Linked DNA regions of Mus musculus: region 1 is linked to region 2. Evidence: chromatin contacts called from public ChIA-PET data. All regions are on one chromosome and are shown on one strand. Each heading gives the region's core, a stretch centred on a gene start, on an enhancer-like site or on the middle of the called end of the contact. The rest is flanking DNA. Distances are from core to core; before and after follow the strand shown. Region 1 holds the start of Inpp5d (inositol polyphosphate-5-phosphatase D). Region 2 holds the start of Gigyf2 (GRB10 interacting GYF protein 2).

The links. ChIA-PET counts read pairs in DNA pulled down with a chosen protein or histone mark.
Region 1: a contact with region 2 is called in an RNA polymerase II ChIA-PET map of memory CD8 T cells, with 39 read pairs. The contact joins the promoter of Inpp5d here to the promoter of Gigyf2 in region 2. A contact is called at or near these places in 7 of 39 promoter capture datasets (the 3T3-L1 cell line, embryonic stem cells, hippocampal neurons and 3 more), 1 of 484 Hi-C or Micro-C datasets (CD4 T cells), 9 of 115 datasets of contacts at active chromatin or transcription factors (acute myeloid leukemia, effector CD8 T cells, embryonic stem cells and 6 more) and 2 of 9 other capture datasets (adipose tissue and macrophages).

What each region holds. Positions count from the first base shown.
Region 1 is chr1:87,617,618-87,624,852 of GRCm38.p6, forward strand. Inpp5d (inositol polyphosphate-5-phosphatase D) reads left to right here and starts at 2,695. Exons shown (of 27, transcript NM_010566.3): 1 at 2,695-3,014. The coding sequence starts at 2,872.
Region 2 is chr1:87,325,514-87,333,185 of GRCm38.p6, forward strand. It overlaps Gigyf2 (GRB10 interacting GYF protein 2), which reads left to right and starts at 1,485. Exons shown (of 29, transcript NM_146112.4): 1 at 1,485-1,579.

The DNA.
Region 1 (7,235 bases), core at 1,445-3,944, 290 kb after region 2:
GGAACTTTGGGCTTGAAGATCCATTCGTTGTTAAGAGCTCTGTCAGATGTTGTGTAGGAGCTTGGAAGATAATGTTGAGAACAGTGCAGAAGATGGAGGTTTGGTTTGTGAAATTTCAGAGGGAAAATTAAAGACTCTTTTCAGGGCCATTGCTGTTTTGATTGTGAAGATTCTGTAGTTCTGGTTAGCTGGGGCTGAAGAATCAGCTGTGATTAACAAGATACCAGAACTACTAAAGCAAAAACTTTGCATTACTGGGACTATTGATGCTGGTTAGCTGGAGCTAAGAAATTAGCGGTGATTAAGAAGAGACCAGCATCATTGAGGTGACATCTTCTGGGAGGTGTTTTCTGAGAGCACAGTGGCTGTGTTCCAGATATAGCCAAAGTTGTACCTTGTGCTGTGGCTGGACTTGGTAATGTGTAAGAGTCACCCAGGTGGTACTGGTTTTGAAGGCATGAAGGAGTTGAGCAGAACAGCTGAGGCTTGGCACTGTGAGAGGCCATGGAAGGCCATTGGTGAAAGTGCAGCCTCAGTTGCAATTGATGGCCCAGGACTGAAGGGGTCATGCAGTGTTTTGGAGATGCCAGTACCATGAGATGACCACCAAGAGCAGCAGCAGCAGTGGAGTACAGGCGTCTGGAGCCTACAGGATGACACATGTGCTACAAAGGGCCTGGCTGGAGAAGTGATCCAAGCCCTTGGAGGAGCCCAGAAGATCGTGAGTTGGATCCCAGACATTGGACGGTTAGAGATTGACTTTTGCTTTTGATTGTGACTGTGCCCTGATATTTTCCCTCTTGAAGGAAGAAACTGTTTTAGTGGAGCCCACAGTTAAGAGACTTTTAATTGTAAAAAGACTTTGGATTTTAAAAGAGATGGATATTTTAAAGAGATTGAAATTTTAAGCATATGTAAAGACTGTGGGACTTTTAAAGTTATTTAGAATGGGGATGAATAAGATTGTAAGGGTTGAGGCTTACTAGTGATGTGTTTGTGTGTCAAGTTGACAAGGGGTCAATTGTACTGGCTAGCTTTGTGTCAACTTGACACAGCTGGAGTTATCACAGAGAAAGGAGCTTCAGTTGAGGAAATGCCTCCATGAGATCCAACTGTAAGGCATTTTCTCAATTAGTGATCAAGGGGGAAAGGCCCCTTGTGGGTGGGACCATCTCAGGGCTGGTAGTCTTAGCTCTATAAGAGAGCAGGCTGAGCAAGCCAGGTGAGGCAAGCCAATGAAGAACATCCCTCCATGGCCTCTGCATCAGCTCCTGCTTCCTGACCTGCTTGAGTTCCAGTCCTGACTTCCTTTGGTGATGAACAGCAGTATGGAAGTGTAAGCCGAATAAACCCTTTCCTCCCCAACTTGCTTCTTGGTCATGATGTTTGTGCAGGAATAGAAACCCTGACTAAGACAATGTGTTAGACAGAGATTTCCTAAGGAGGGCTGCATGGGGTACTGTGAACTTGAGAGGACTCCATGAAGGGTCCCTTGTAGAGTTAGAGTTAACATCTTCAGCCTCCAGGTGGCAAAATCAGAATGTAGACGTGAGCTCTTGTCGAGACCATGTCCCCTCCCTCTGGCTCAGGACCTGGCTGGAGTACTCTACCCACTCTCAGATTTCCCACCAGCTGTGCCCTGCAGGCCCCAAGCTCCTGCCATGGATGACATCAACACAGCTCCCATGTCCTCCACACACCAGAGCTCCTTTCTGAATTACACCCTGCAGTCTAAAGAAAACTGAGGCTGAGAGCGATAAGCTCAACCAAGCTCCAGTATGTGCGTGCATGTGTGTGTAGGGGGGTGCCTGGCTTAGGTCTGTTGTCACATCTAACGTGACAAGGTTCAGATGAAGGAGTGAACAATCACCACTTCTGCCGTAAGCCAGCACTTCCCTTGGTGGGCCTGGCCTGAGGAACAAGGTCACCCAGCTCTGGGATCAAAGGGACAGTGGCTACCTTAGTACCTGCAGAACTCAGCTAGTACTGAACGGTGACCTTTAAGGGGTGAGCAAACATAGCCATGTCTAGCCACAGAGGGAATAGCCTGACTGGCCATTTGGGCTTCTGCAGTGCAGAACGCGGTAACATATATCACCAAAGTGGCCAGCTTGCACCATAGGGACATGTAAGCCCTTCCGTGAGCCCCAGGTGCCCAGCAGAGGTCCAGAGGGGCCAAACCAGACTGTTTTAGCTAGGGAATAGTGTTGCTCACAGTGGGCTGGGTCTTCTGACATCAACTAGCTTCATTAAAACAACCCCTACAGATGTATCCACAGGCTAGCCCAATGCAGACGTTCCCTCATGGAGATTCTCTTCCTGGGCAATCCTATGTTGTGTCAAGTTGACAGTTAAAGCTCACCATCACAAGTATGCTGGGTGGCGCTGGGGAAAACTGTGACCACCCTTGTGGACATCAGCAAAGGTTTCTGAGAGCCATGCCTTTGGCCTATTCACAAATGTTGGGCCAGGCTTGAGAAGTCAGCCATGAAACCTGACGCTAAAAGAGCCCTTGCGTCCCTCGTGTGGAACTTCGGCTGATAATGGACGCTTCTGGAGGTTAGGTCCCATTCAGGGGAAATAGAGAGCCAGTGAGTGAGAGGGTGGAGCAGGCAGCCAGTGCTGGCTGGGTGGGAAGGTAGATGATGCCCCCCCCCCACTTGGTTTCTATAATGAGGAAGTTCTGTGCAGCTCAGTTTCCTCTCCCTCGCTGAGTGCCTGAAACAGGAAGTCAGTCAGTTAAGCTGGTAGGAGCAGCAGAGGCAATTTCTGAGAGGCAACAGGCGGCAGGTCTCAGCCTAGAGAGGGCCCTGAACTACTTTGCTGGAGTGTCCGTCCTGGGAGTGGCTGCTGACCCAGTCCAGGAGACCCATGCCTGCCATGGTCCCTGGGTGGAACCATGGCAACATCACCCGCTCCAAGGCAGAGGAGCTACTTTCCAGAGCCGGCAAGGACGGGAGCTTCCTTGTGCGTGCCAGCGAGTCCATCCCCCGGGCCTACGCACTCTGCGTGCTGTGAGTACCCGTCTCCTCCCAACTGTCAGATCCAGGGACCACTGAGGTGTGGATCCAAAGGGGGAACCCCTGTAATGGGAGTTTGAGTTAGGTTTATGTCATAGGATGGTGGGACGTGACTGGCACTTCGTTGCCCTGTGGGGAGGGGAGAAGGGGGGGCAGCATCTGAGGCCCACTTTGGACCTTGGCGTTCGAGTTCAGGGAGCCTGTGTCATGACAGGCTTGTGTGGTGCTAGGGCTCTCTGAGTGACTCTGGGCCTCCCCTATACTGCAGCCCTCCATGACCTGTGGTGCCAGGGGTCTCCGTGAGTTCCTGTGGCAGGAGCAGGGACAGAGTCAGGAAGAAACTCAGGCCTCTCTGGTGGAGGGTGTATTGGAATGCATTTTGGTCAGCTCAAGCGTCAGTCAGGGACTCAGTGAAGGGCAACCTTGGCAAAAGGGTCCCCTCCTCCACCCTGCTAGTATGTGGTCTTAGAGCTAATTCTATTTGGGGAGCTGAGTCCGGGGTGCATTTAATCAGGATAGGATTCCTCGTGTACACATTTTACTCTAGGCTGCAAGGACACAGGAAGCCACAGAGCTGCTCTCTGAGTAGGTCTCTGTCCCTCCTTGCACTCAGCTATGTCCCTCCCTATCCAGGTCTCTGCCCCCGTTGGTACCCCCCCACAGCCCAGTGTGAAGATGTTGCTGAATATGCTGGTTATCCTAACAACAGAGGAAACAGCCACTTGCTGAAGGTTCCTTTTTAACACTCCGTCCGTCTAGCGTCTTCTGAGGAAGGCCGCCACCCCTATAGTCCTGTGGTCAGACCCTGTCCAGGCTTCAGGCTGGAGCAGGGCAGGAACACTGTCAGGAAGGGTGTGCCTACTTGAACAGCACAGGTACCATCTGATAGATTGTCCCTGGACTGAGAGAAAGATCTTTCAGAGCAGCTAGCTGCCCCCCCCCCAATCTTCATGCAGGAGGGAAGTGGGTGACTGACCACAGACTGTTCTGAGCTCTGACTCATGTTGGGACCTGCTGTGCTAGGCATTTGTTGGCTAGTTTCATCTTCAAGAGAGCCAGGAGTGTGGGTTCTATGAACACCTAGACCTGCGATTAAGGACCATGAGGGCTGGACAGGTTACAAACATCGAGGATAAGGTCGGTCATTTGCTCCCAGAGACCACTAGCTTGTGCTGCCTACCTCCTACCACCATCAGGCTAGGCATGCCAGTGGACTTGAATGGAAGTAAGAGGAGCTAGAGTGTTCACAGAGTTGGGGGCAGGGGCACTAGAAGCCCGTACAGGCTCACGGCTGGCTGAGCATCTTGTGCTGGTGGAGTTAGCAGCCAGCTTCCTGCACACCCACCAGCATATTTCAGGAGAAGCACTGCAGGTGGCCTGGACCTCCCCAAAGCACTGTCTCTTGGGGAATCTACCAGTGAGAGGCCCTGAAAGGAAAGAGGGCAGGAAGGTACTTTTCAGTGTGTCACAAGCTCAGCCTGACTCTACTAACCCAGTTATATTTTTTTCTGTCCCAGTGGGATTTGGGCCAAGGGCAATTCTGTTGGGAGTTGGCTATGGGCTGAGAGACTGTTGTATGCATTGGTTACAAATGCACACCACGGTATGGGTTCTCTTGTGCTAAACTGGCAGCATCTGGAAGGCTGGAGTCAGAGCAGAAGGAGCCTGAGCCAAGACCAAGGGATCTTGGAGGACCTTCGGGCAACACAGACCTTGCCTTTTTTCTTCATCTGACTCCCCTGCCTCAGCTGTCTTAAGTCCAAGCAAAGCAAAGATGACACGGAGATTTTCAAACTAAAGGAATGACTACCACAACCTCAGTGTTCTATAATGACCCCCCCCACACACACACACACCCTAAAAATGTAGGAAAGGCAGGACAGTGGTGGTGCACACCTTTAATCCCAGCACTCGGGAGGCAGAGGCAGGCAGATTTCTGAGTTCGAGGCCAGCCTGATCTACAAAGTGAGCTCCAGGACAGCCAGGGCTACACAGAGAAACCCTGTCTCGAAAAAAAACAAAAAAACAAAAAATGTAGGACAGGCATACTTTTTAATTTGAAAAATTGTTAGAAGCCTGCCTTTTCATGCAAAGAGACTTAACTTCCTGAAAAAAACAAACTTTAGATCCTTACTTTCTCCTGTTCTCTGTGGATGATGGAACCTCCCCCACCTCATCGCTGCCCCCTCGCCATCTGCCCTGGCCAGAGTCCAGGCTCCTGCCCAAGAAGATAAGTCAGCAGCTTGTAGGACAGCAACAAGGTCGAGGTCAGAGATGGGGCTGTGAAGGAGAGATGGGGCATGGGGTACATGTGGGATACAGGGCAGCTGAGTTCTCTTTGGTTTCAGGAGTGATAGATTTGGCACGTGTGGTGTCTTGCTGGACATCAGCCAGTCTGTGTGGGCTCTGGGGCAGGCAGCTGTGGGTCAGGTGCCGCTGGGACTCCATCCATGTTCCTTCTTGTGACCGAAGGGACACCAACAGGGGCCCAGTGCATGTGTTGGGTTTGTTTGGCCCTCTGGGAAGAATGCAGCATTGTGAGGAGAACCTTCCTGCTCTGAGATTTGACTAGACATGACATGGGAGAGGGAGGTAAATGCTTAAAGACAAGGTTGCAATTCAGTTCCACCCACGTGACACGAGTGCACATTCACCCCACACATTGACCTTTGTTTCCTTCAGAGAGATCAATCCTGTCACTTATCACCAAGCAAGAAGGCTTTTCTTTCTTCTCAGTCATCATTCAGAGAGCCTTGGTTTAGGGGAGTCTGGAGTTACACTGGGGCCCCGGAGCACTGGCCTGGGGAGACCTTGCTAGTATGACTGGAGTTCTGTTCTACCTTCCTTGAAAGGGAATGTGTGCCTTTTGAGTGGGGCCTGTATCACCTTCACTTGAGTAGAGCCTGTGTCACCTTCACTCATTTGTACTCAGTTCCTCCGTGATGTCAGCTCCCTTCCCAGGAGCCTGTGCACCCTGTTGTGGGGTATTAGCCAGGTGGATGGAGACCTATTAAGAGTCTCATGAGCAGGGACAGCGCAGCTACACCATGTGTTGCAGAGAAGACAATGCTTCTGAGGGTAGCTCAGCAGATGCCGGGTTTGTGGGTCATCCCAGTAGCTTCTTATTGCTGAAGCTACATAGCAAGAATTTGAATGATGACCCAGCACTTGGAAACAACTTGCTCTTTCTAAAAGAGATGACAAGGCCAGATTCAACTTGGTCAAGATGACTGTTGTCTATGTGAATGGCATTTCCCCTAAACTACTCTGGAGTGCTTCCTCCCTTGCAGGGAGAATATGGTTGCCTCTGGTCCAGCCCCGATGAAGGATTCCCTAAGCAAGTGGTCTTCCATAGTGCACCCAGGCCTGGTGGTGGGGTAAGCTCTGTCCCAGGGATAGAATGCCAATAGCCTTGGTAGCTCTGGCAGTGCAGAAAGAAAGGAGAAAAGGCATGGGACATTTACAACCAAAACTGCCCTCAGAGAAGGCATTCTAGTCTTTTGAAAGAAACGGTGTGACCAGACACTGGGTGTGATAAGCCTGCCAGGGGAGATAAAAACAGGCCCTGCTTTTAGGACTACTGGAGAGCAGGGTGAAGATCACACACTTATACTGTCTCACACTTGTTCTTTGGTAGGAAGAGAACTGCAGAGAAGGAGTTGGTGAGGGTGAAAATGCCTAGCAGAGGGAGTCAGGGCATGAGGTCATCTCCCCTCCCCATCCTCCATTGAAAATGTCTATAAGGTTTCCACAGCATGATAATGGCTTTTGTGCAAACACAGTGTGGCACTGTTTTCCATATCTGGCATCAAAGGCAAATGAGGGAAATACCTGCATAGGCAGAACCCAGAGCTGAAGGCCTATGGGCTCCTGAGAAACATGAGAAAAGGCCTTTGTTTGAGAAGGATGCTCTTGAAGACTCATTGTGTCCAAGACCAGGAGGAAGGGCTGAACCCAGGAGGGCCTATTTAAGGCCTATTGTATCATTTATGTAAGTGGCAGAGTGACTATGTTTCTGCCCATACCCAGTACCCTGGAGCTGTCTTCCCAGGTACAGGGTAGGCACTGGCTTAGGCGCATAGGTTAAATTCACCTACAACGCAAGGCCATTAGCACTTCTTAACGATCCCATCTCTCTGCCTGCCACAGAGATGGAACAAGAACTGCTATCGTTACCCAATTCATGCCAGGCCACGTAGTCCCAAGGAGCAAGAC
Region 2 (7,672 bases), core at 235-2,734:
GTAGTCACATTGCTTCCAAGGTCAGGAAGTTGAGACTGATGGAACCTTTGAATGTTTCTGTGTAGCTTTTTCACTTAGGTCTTATACACTATAGAATTCTAGCTTATGGAATGGAATGGTATTTTCCACTTTACCTACTCTCGGGTTTCCCCACATCAAATAACATAATCTAGATAATCTCTCATAAATTTGCTCAGATATTTGTTTCCATGATGAATCCAAATCCCATCATGTTGACAGTCAAGATTAATGATCACAGTCAAGATTAATGATCATTCTCTGAATTTAATGCTCTTTTATACAGTCTCTCTTTGAAAGGGAATCAAGACTCAGGAAGGGAGGCAGAGGAGGAAGTTGGTATATATATATATATATATATATATATATGTATGTATGTATGTGTGTGTGTGTGTGTGTATTTTTTTTCCAAGTGTTGAATCCAGGGCTCCCAAACGACTAGGTTGGGAGTCTGCCACTGTGTTCTGAAACTTAAGTTTATGTTGATGGGAAGACCTATGATAAATGCTGGAGGATATTTTGCAGTGATTGTGTGAAACTGAGTGGATCCCAAACACCAAAGGTAGTAGAAAGGCAGGAAAAGACTAATGGTCCCAGAAAGACCCGGGTGACTTGAAATGGTAGATGTACCAGGTTTAGCAAATCAAAGTATATAGTATGTCCAGCTAAACATGAGTTTCAGAAAGACAGCAGATTAATTTCCTGTATTCTGTATTGCCGGGTTTACTATTCGTTATCTCGCAACCCTAAAATGGGAAGGCAGTATATATAAGGGGGTTGTAGGTCCACATGTAGTGGAAGGGTGTAGTAACTTTTTTTTAGTTTTTCGAGACACGGTTTCTCTGTATAGCCCTGGCTGTCCTGGAACTCTGTAGATCAGGCTGACCTTGAACTCAGAAATCGATCTGCCTCTGCCTCCCAAGTGCTGGGATTAAAGGTGTGAGCCACCACTGCCTGGCTAGGTGTAGGAACTTTTAAAACCTTCCCAGCTGTCACATTCCAGTACTCCAGGATGAATTTCCAGTTCTATAAGAAAGGAAACTGCTTTGAATTTCAGCTTTACCATTTGCCCCATGATGGACCAACTGGCAGGAAAATGCTAGACCAAATGCTGTGGAAAAGTTCTAGCTTGGAAAACCAGCTCATAAATGATGTGGAGATTTTTGTACTGCAACCGGGCACTGGATTGGGTGCATCGGACGGTGAGTCATAGGGCCTCTGGCCAGGCTCCAATTAGGGACACCAGTTCAACTCTAGGGCCATAGGAGATGCAGCCAAAGGCCCCACTGTGCGCCTGCGCTACTCAGGCTCCGTCCTCGCCCGGCCCTGCATCCGGGTCTCAGGGAGGGGCGTGTCCGAGGGGAGGGGCAGGCCGTCGAGGAAGGGAACGATGTCGTGGGAAGCTGGAGAGCAGGGAGGGAGTGAGGCGGGGATGTAGGCGGGGCGGGGGGCGGCGCGGCGCGCGGGGTCACGTGACGTGCGTGGCGACGTGTCGGCCATCTTGTGTTGTTGAGGCTGAGGATTGACTTGGGTTCTGAGAGACTCCTGTCCCGGACCGCAGGTAACCAGTGGCTCGGTGTGTGTCTCCCCTGCCCGCGGCCATCCCGCGCCCAGTCCCCGCCATAGCGCCCCGAGCTGCCGTGGCCCGGCGCCCACCGTCGCGTCCCCGCCGCTCCGGCCCGAGCCGGCCGCATGGACACACTCAGGCTGCCCGGCAGCGGCCACGGCCGCTGCCGGCTGGGGGCGTCAGACCTGGGGACAGGGCAGGTGCGAGGTCAGCAGGAGCCTCCTCCCGTGCGAGGGTCCCGGCAGTCCAGGGAGCGTCCCGGCCGAGGGCAGCCCCCTGCTTTCGCCCCCGTGGCATCGCGGGGGAAGCCGAGGAGAGGAGGCGGGAGGCGGGGTGGGCAGTGTCAGGCCGGAGGGTTCGCCTTCCGCTGCCCGCTCCTCGGGGCTGGTCGCCCGCACAGCCTCGGGGTACCCCGGCTAACAGCTGCTGCGAGCCGACAGCTGCTCCTGCCGGCGCTCCTGCCCGCACCTGCCCCAGGGAGGTGCGCCCTTGCCTTCTCCACCGAGCATCTGGACTGGGGAAGACTGCTTCTAGGGCTGGAGGACTGGTCTTGAGCAGGCCCCAGGCAAGGTGGAGTCATGATCTGATCCTGGGACTGAGAGGCTTGGGAAAGTAGAGCCCCGGGCAGCCCCGGGGACCCGAATGTTCATACCGGCTTGAAATGGGCAAGCAGTTTCCCACGAAGCACTCTTGAACACTTTGGTTTTGTAGCTGAAATATAAATCAAGCCAGCAAGTAAGGAAGGGTGTGAAAGGAGCTGATTGTGTGACCGCGTTTGGGAAGCAGTAACGTTGCTTTGCATTTATCTAGTACGGTCTCCCCTCACCTCCAGTTTTCTCGAAAGTCAAAGCACTTAAACACACCTAGTGGTTCTATTAGGAAGGTAAGTATTCCAACATAACTTAAGAAATGAAGGGACTCAATCAGTGATGGCTTCCCACCTAGTCCCATCTACCTTGAATTATAGGTAATTATGTTTCAGAGTGTTGTATACAGGGATTGTAGTCTTCCTTATGTAGTTACTCCTCTTTAGTAACAAATGACTTCCTAAATTACAAAAACTATTATCCTACTTTTTGTACATGAGTTTTCATCCTTTTTTGTGGCTCTGACTGGCAGAATTTTTCCTTTTGGTTAGAACATATACTTTGTCTTCATTTAATGATATTTCCCTAATGTAGCAGCTTTTAGATTGCCTAGACTGGGATATGTACTTCACTGTCACATAAGAAGACACTAGGAAAACATTTAGAAGTGACATATGTCTGGAAAAATACCAACGTTGAAGATGTTGGTGATTTGCTAGAAAGAAAAAGACCATACCTTTTTTGGTACTTGACAAAGGATTTAGAGTTTTGTGGCTGGGGAAGAAGAGATTATGTACTGTATGCTGCCATTCTTGTCTTTTCCTTTCTTTTCTGTTTGACTACAAGTACTACAGTATGTAGTGTGAATGCTGAGGGACAAACATTTCTGTTTGTGTTGCGCTCACTTCTGGACATCTAAATACTTAAGTAAAAATATACAAATACTTCTTGATGTGATGATTGGGCTGTGTCCCTTAAATTGATTGAAAGTTGAAGTATGTAAGCTGAAATTGCATTTAAAGCTATCAGTCTGCTGCCCATTAATAACAGCAAAGCCTCCTATAGAATCTTGATCATCTCCCGCTTGTATGGTTAGATTTTATGTGATTTTGTGACTCTCTGGTCCTAGCCAGCAATGCCAGGGAGTATTGTACTACATACATATTGTTAACTCAGGAAGAAATCATAATTAGAAATATGAAGAATGATTTCTACTGAGTCCATATTGTTTTTACCTCATAGTAGAGTGCAAACTCTTGTTAAGTTGAACATTTCTGTGTAGGGACCATCTGTTTATGTAGGAGTAACGGGAAAAAGAAAAAGAAGAGAGATAGGGGGACTGGATAACAATTGTGGGAAGGGTTAATTTTTAAATTTAGTCCTGTGAGGAGACTTTACAGGTAAGCTAAAATTTGAGGAAACACCTGATAGGTAGAGGGCAGGGTCCTTCACCAAGAGGAAAAGAGGGCAAAGATCCTGAGATGAGAAGATAAAACTTAGGTGGGACCTATCTAAGGCTTGCTAGGAAGAGGACTGAGGCTAACTAGTCTGGGGAGACTGAAAGAAACTGATCAGATGTATTTACCCACCTCTTTGGCAGGAAGATGAGGTGGACCATTCACTGCTCTGGAGTCTTTTTTTTTTTTTGGGTGGGATGGGGTGGGGTGTTTCCAAGACAGGGTTTCTCTGTGTAGTCCTGGCTGTCCTGGAACTCACTCTGTAGACCAGGCTGGCCTTGAACTCAGAAATCTGCCTGCCTCTGCCTCCCAAGTGCTGGGATCAAAGGCGTGCACTACCATGCCCAGCTGGAGTGTGTGTGCGAGCAATCCAGGCTGACCTGAAATTGCCCTTCTCTTACCTCAGTCTCCCCAGTTTCTGAGATCTATGGAAAAGTCTTAAGAAAATCAGGTTTTATAGACTTGAGCCAAGATCCCTCCTTTCCCGTTCATTTGGAAAACTCGGGATGTTCATCTATTTCAGGAATTATAATGGATTTCTTAAAAGTAAGTTTTTAGATGTGATTGGTGTTAGACTGCCTGGAAATGCTTTTTAAAAGGAATGGCTTTTTGTTTTGTTGGTTTTGTTTTTTTGTTTTTGATTTTTCCAGACAGGGCTTCTTGATGTAGCCTTGGCTGTCCTGGAACTTGTTCTAGACCAGGCTAGCCTCTTCCTCCTGAGCACTGTGATTAAAGATGTTTACCAACACTGCCTGGCAAGAAATGGCTTTTAAAGAAGGATATCCCAGCTTCATGATTGACTAGGACATTTTGCAAACTCAGGGACTACCTGGTAACGTGGTAACTAAGATTCAGAAGAGCTAGGAATATAGCTTAGGCTTAGATCACTTGCCTAGCATGCCTGATGACCAGGTTGAATCCCCAGTACTGCCTAAACAAAAAAAAGAATAGAAATTTCAGAATATTTGGAAGTGAGGAACTGTTCTCAGGCACTGGTGATTAAGGAGTATAATCAAATGAATCAGTATATTAACCCAGGTTATCCACAGTTGGTTAGTGAAGAGTTTCTTTTACTTCTATACAGTCCAGCCTAGTTCTAATGGGCTCTCCTAATTTCTGTGGAGATCCCTTTTATCATTTTGCTTGTGTAGAATGTTTTCTATTTTTCTTTTTTTACCTTATAAGCTAGATTTCAAATTAATTTGTTGCTTAGTAGGCTGGGGACTTTTTTCTGAGGGCCTTCCAGCGTATTTTCATATTCATAAATGGACAATTTAATAACTTTTTATTTTAACTTACCTGATAAATTTTAGTATTTTGACTTTCGGAGCTTTATTTTGCTGATAGATTGACTGTATGAAAAATAATAGTAGACTTGCTTCAAAGTCATGTGAAGATAGGAATTCCAAGGCAGAGTGTGATTGGAGCTTTGCAGCTAGAGGACATAGTTATGGTGGTGCTGAGGTAGTGTTCTAACTCATTATATCTACAGCCTGTTCCCTTGCTCCATTTTTGAAATGACATTTTTAAATTATACTCTGATGTCATACCATTTATTTGTTCTCATGACTCTGCATTTTAATACTCTGTACATGTATCTTTATGTTGACCTTCACAGTGGAAGATGTATTGGTGGTAATTGCTGTCTAGGAAGACGTCTGTAGGTAGAAAAGTAAAATGTTTTATCCCTAGCCCCCCTCAAAGATCTATGATTTGTGTCATTTAAAAAAAAAGATTTTTTTTCAGTTCTCCTTTAGTTTATTAAATTTTCTATACTTTCTGTTTTATTCTATAGTTGGGCCAGTCTCATAGGTTGAGTCTACAATTTATGTTGGTGTTAATTAATCTACGTATTTTAGGCAAGTTAAATGTCCCATTTTCTTCAACAGTTTGATATGTCTCTCTCTTTTGGCATTTTTTATTTGAGACAGGGTTTCTCTGTGTAGTCCTGAAATCATTCTGTAGACCAGACTAACCTTGAACTCAGAGATCCACCTGCCTCTGTCTTCCAAGAGCTGGGATTAAAAGAATGCCATCACCCGCCAGCCTTGAAAAATATGTAGCCAAGGCTGGCCTGGAATTCATGATCCTCTTGCCTTCACCTTCTTTAGCAAATCCTACCACTGTGTGCTACCAAAACTGGCTGAGTTTTTCGTAAGATTGTTTGTTAATTCTTGTAAAAATCCCAATTTCCCCTTAACCCTTATTAGTATTATTTTAAAATTACATTATTTAGGGTGTGTACCTGTGTGTATATGTGTATGTATGTGGGTATATGAATGTATCTATGCCATTGTGTGCCTGTGGAGGTTAGTGGAAACTTGGTGGAAGTTGGTTTTCTCCTTTCATTATGTGATTTCCAAGGACTGAACTCAGGTTATCAGGCTTGGCAGCAAATGCTTTTACTCCCTGAGCCTTCGTGGTGGCTTCCTTGTTAGTGTTTTCTGGTAGATGTAGAGTTGCCATTGGATTTTGATGCCCTAGAGAATTGTATCTCTAAAATAGATTTTTTATCTTACAAGTTTATTATTATCACCTCCTCCTCCTCCTCTTCCTCCTCCTCCTCTTCCTCCTCCTCTTCTTCCTCTTCCTCCTCCTCCTTTGTTTAAAAAGAGCTTGTGTGTTTTGTCTGTGGAGGTTAGAGGACAACTTTGTGAAACTGGCTCTTCCCTTCTGACATACAGGCTCCCGGAGTTGGAACACAGGCATCAGGCTTAAGGGCGAGTACCTTTACCACTAAACTGTCTCTCAGTTGTTTCCTCCCCTACCCTCCGCCCTGAGAACAGGAGGTCCTGTAGTCTTAGCCAGCCTTGAACTATGTAGCGGAGGATGACCTTGAACCTGATGATCCTCTTGCTTCCCAGGGATACCAGCCTATGCTTCCTGGCTCCCTTATGCTGGGGAATCAAACTGAGAGCTTCATTTTTGCCAAGCAAATATTCTTCATGGAATTATATACATCTCCAGCCTAGATCTGAGTATTTTTGACTATATATATATATATATATATATGTGTGTGTGTGTGTGTGTGTGTGTGTGTGTGTGTGTATGTATGTATATGTGTATATATATATATATATACCATAAGTTTTCTCTGACCTCATTGTGTGAGGTCAGGAAAACAGGGAAGAAATCTGAAAAGAAAAGAATATTCCTTTTTTTTTGTTTTTGGTTTTTGTTTTTTCGAGACAGGGTTTCTCTGTATAGCCCTGGCTGTCCTGGAACTCACTTTGTAGACCAGGCTGGCCTCGAACTCAGAGATCCACCTGCCTCTGCCTCCCGAGTGCTGGGATTAAAGGCGTGCGCCACCACGCCTGGCTGAAAAGAATATTCCTGTAAGTTACCAAACTTAATTTTATAAAAATGTTTTCTCAACAGCCATTGTGTACAACCTAGTAACTCAGTACTTGGGAGGTGGAGGCTAGAGGATCAGGAGTTCAAGGTCACCTTCTAAGTAGTGAGTTGGAGGCCGGCCTGGGCTACAAGAGAAACTGTTTCAAAAGACAAGAAAGCAAGTTTTCAAGGTTAGCTCTCTATACTAGGAAACACCTTTTTTGGAAAGGTTTTATTAACTTGAGATTAGAAGATACCTTGGAACTTAAATTCTGTGGGAGCGTTGTATTGTCTAATTCTACCCCCTATTCTCCCTCTTTTTAAAAAAGGTAGAGTTTATGGAGCTGGAATAATGGCTTGGCAGCTAAGAGCACTTACTCTTTTTCAGGAGGTCCTGGGTTCAGTCAGTTCCCACACCCATTGGTTCACAACTGTCAGCTCTAGCAGATGTTCTTCTGGTCTCCTTAGGCATTCCCCACTTCTGAAGGTGCATGCACACCACCACCACCCTGCCCCACCTACATTTTAATAAAGTCTTAAATGTAGCTTTCTAAGGCTATCTGGTGAATTTTATGACATTGTAATATGTTTTTTTTGCAGAATTAAAGTGAAGTGGGGTTTCTCAAGTTGTTTCCTTACAGTTCATAAAATTGTGAACTTATTTTTCTGACTAAAAATTTACTGTTTATTTTATGTGTGTATTGGTGCCC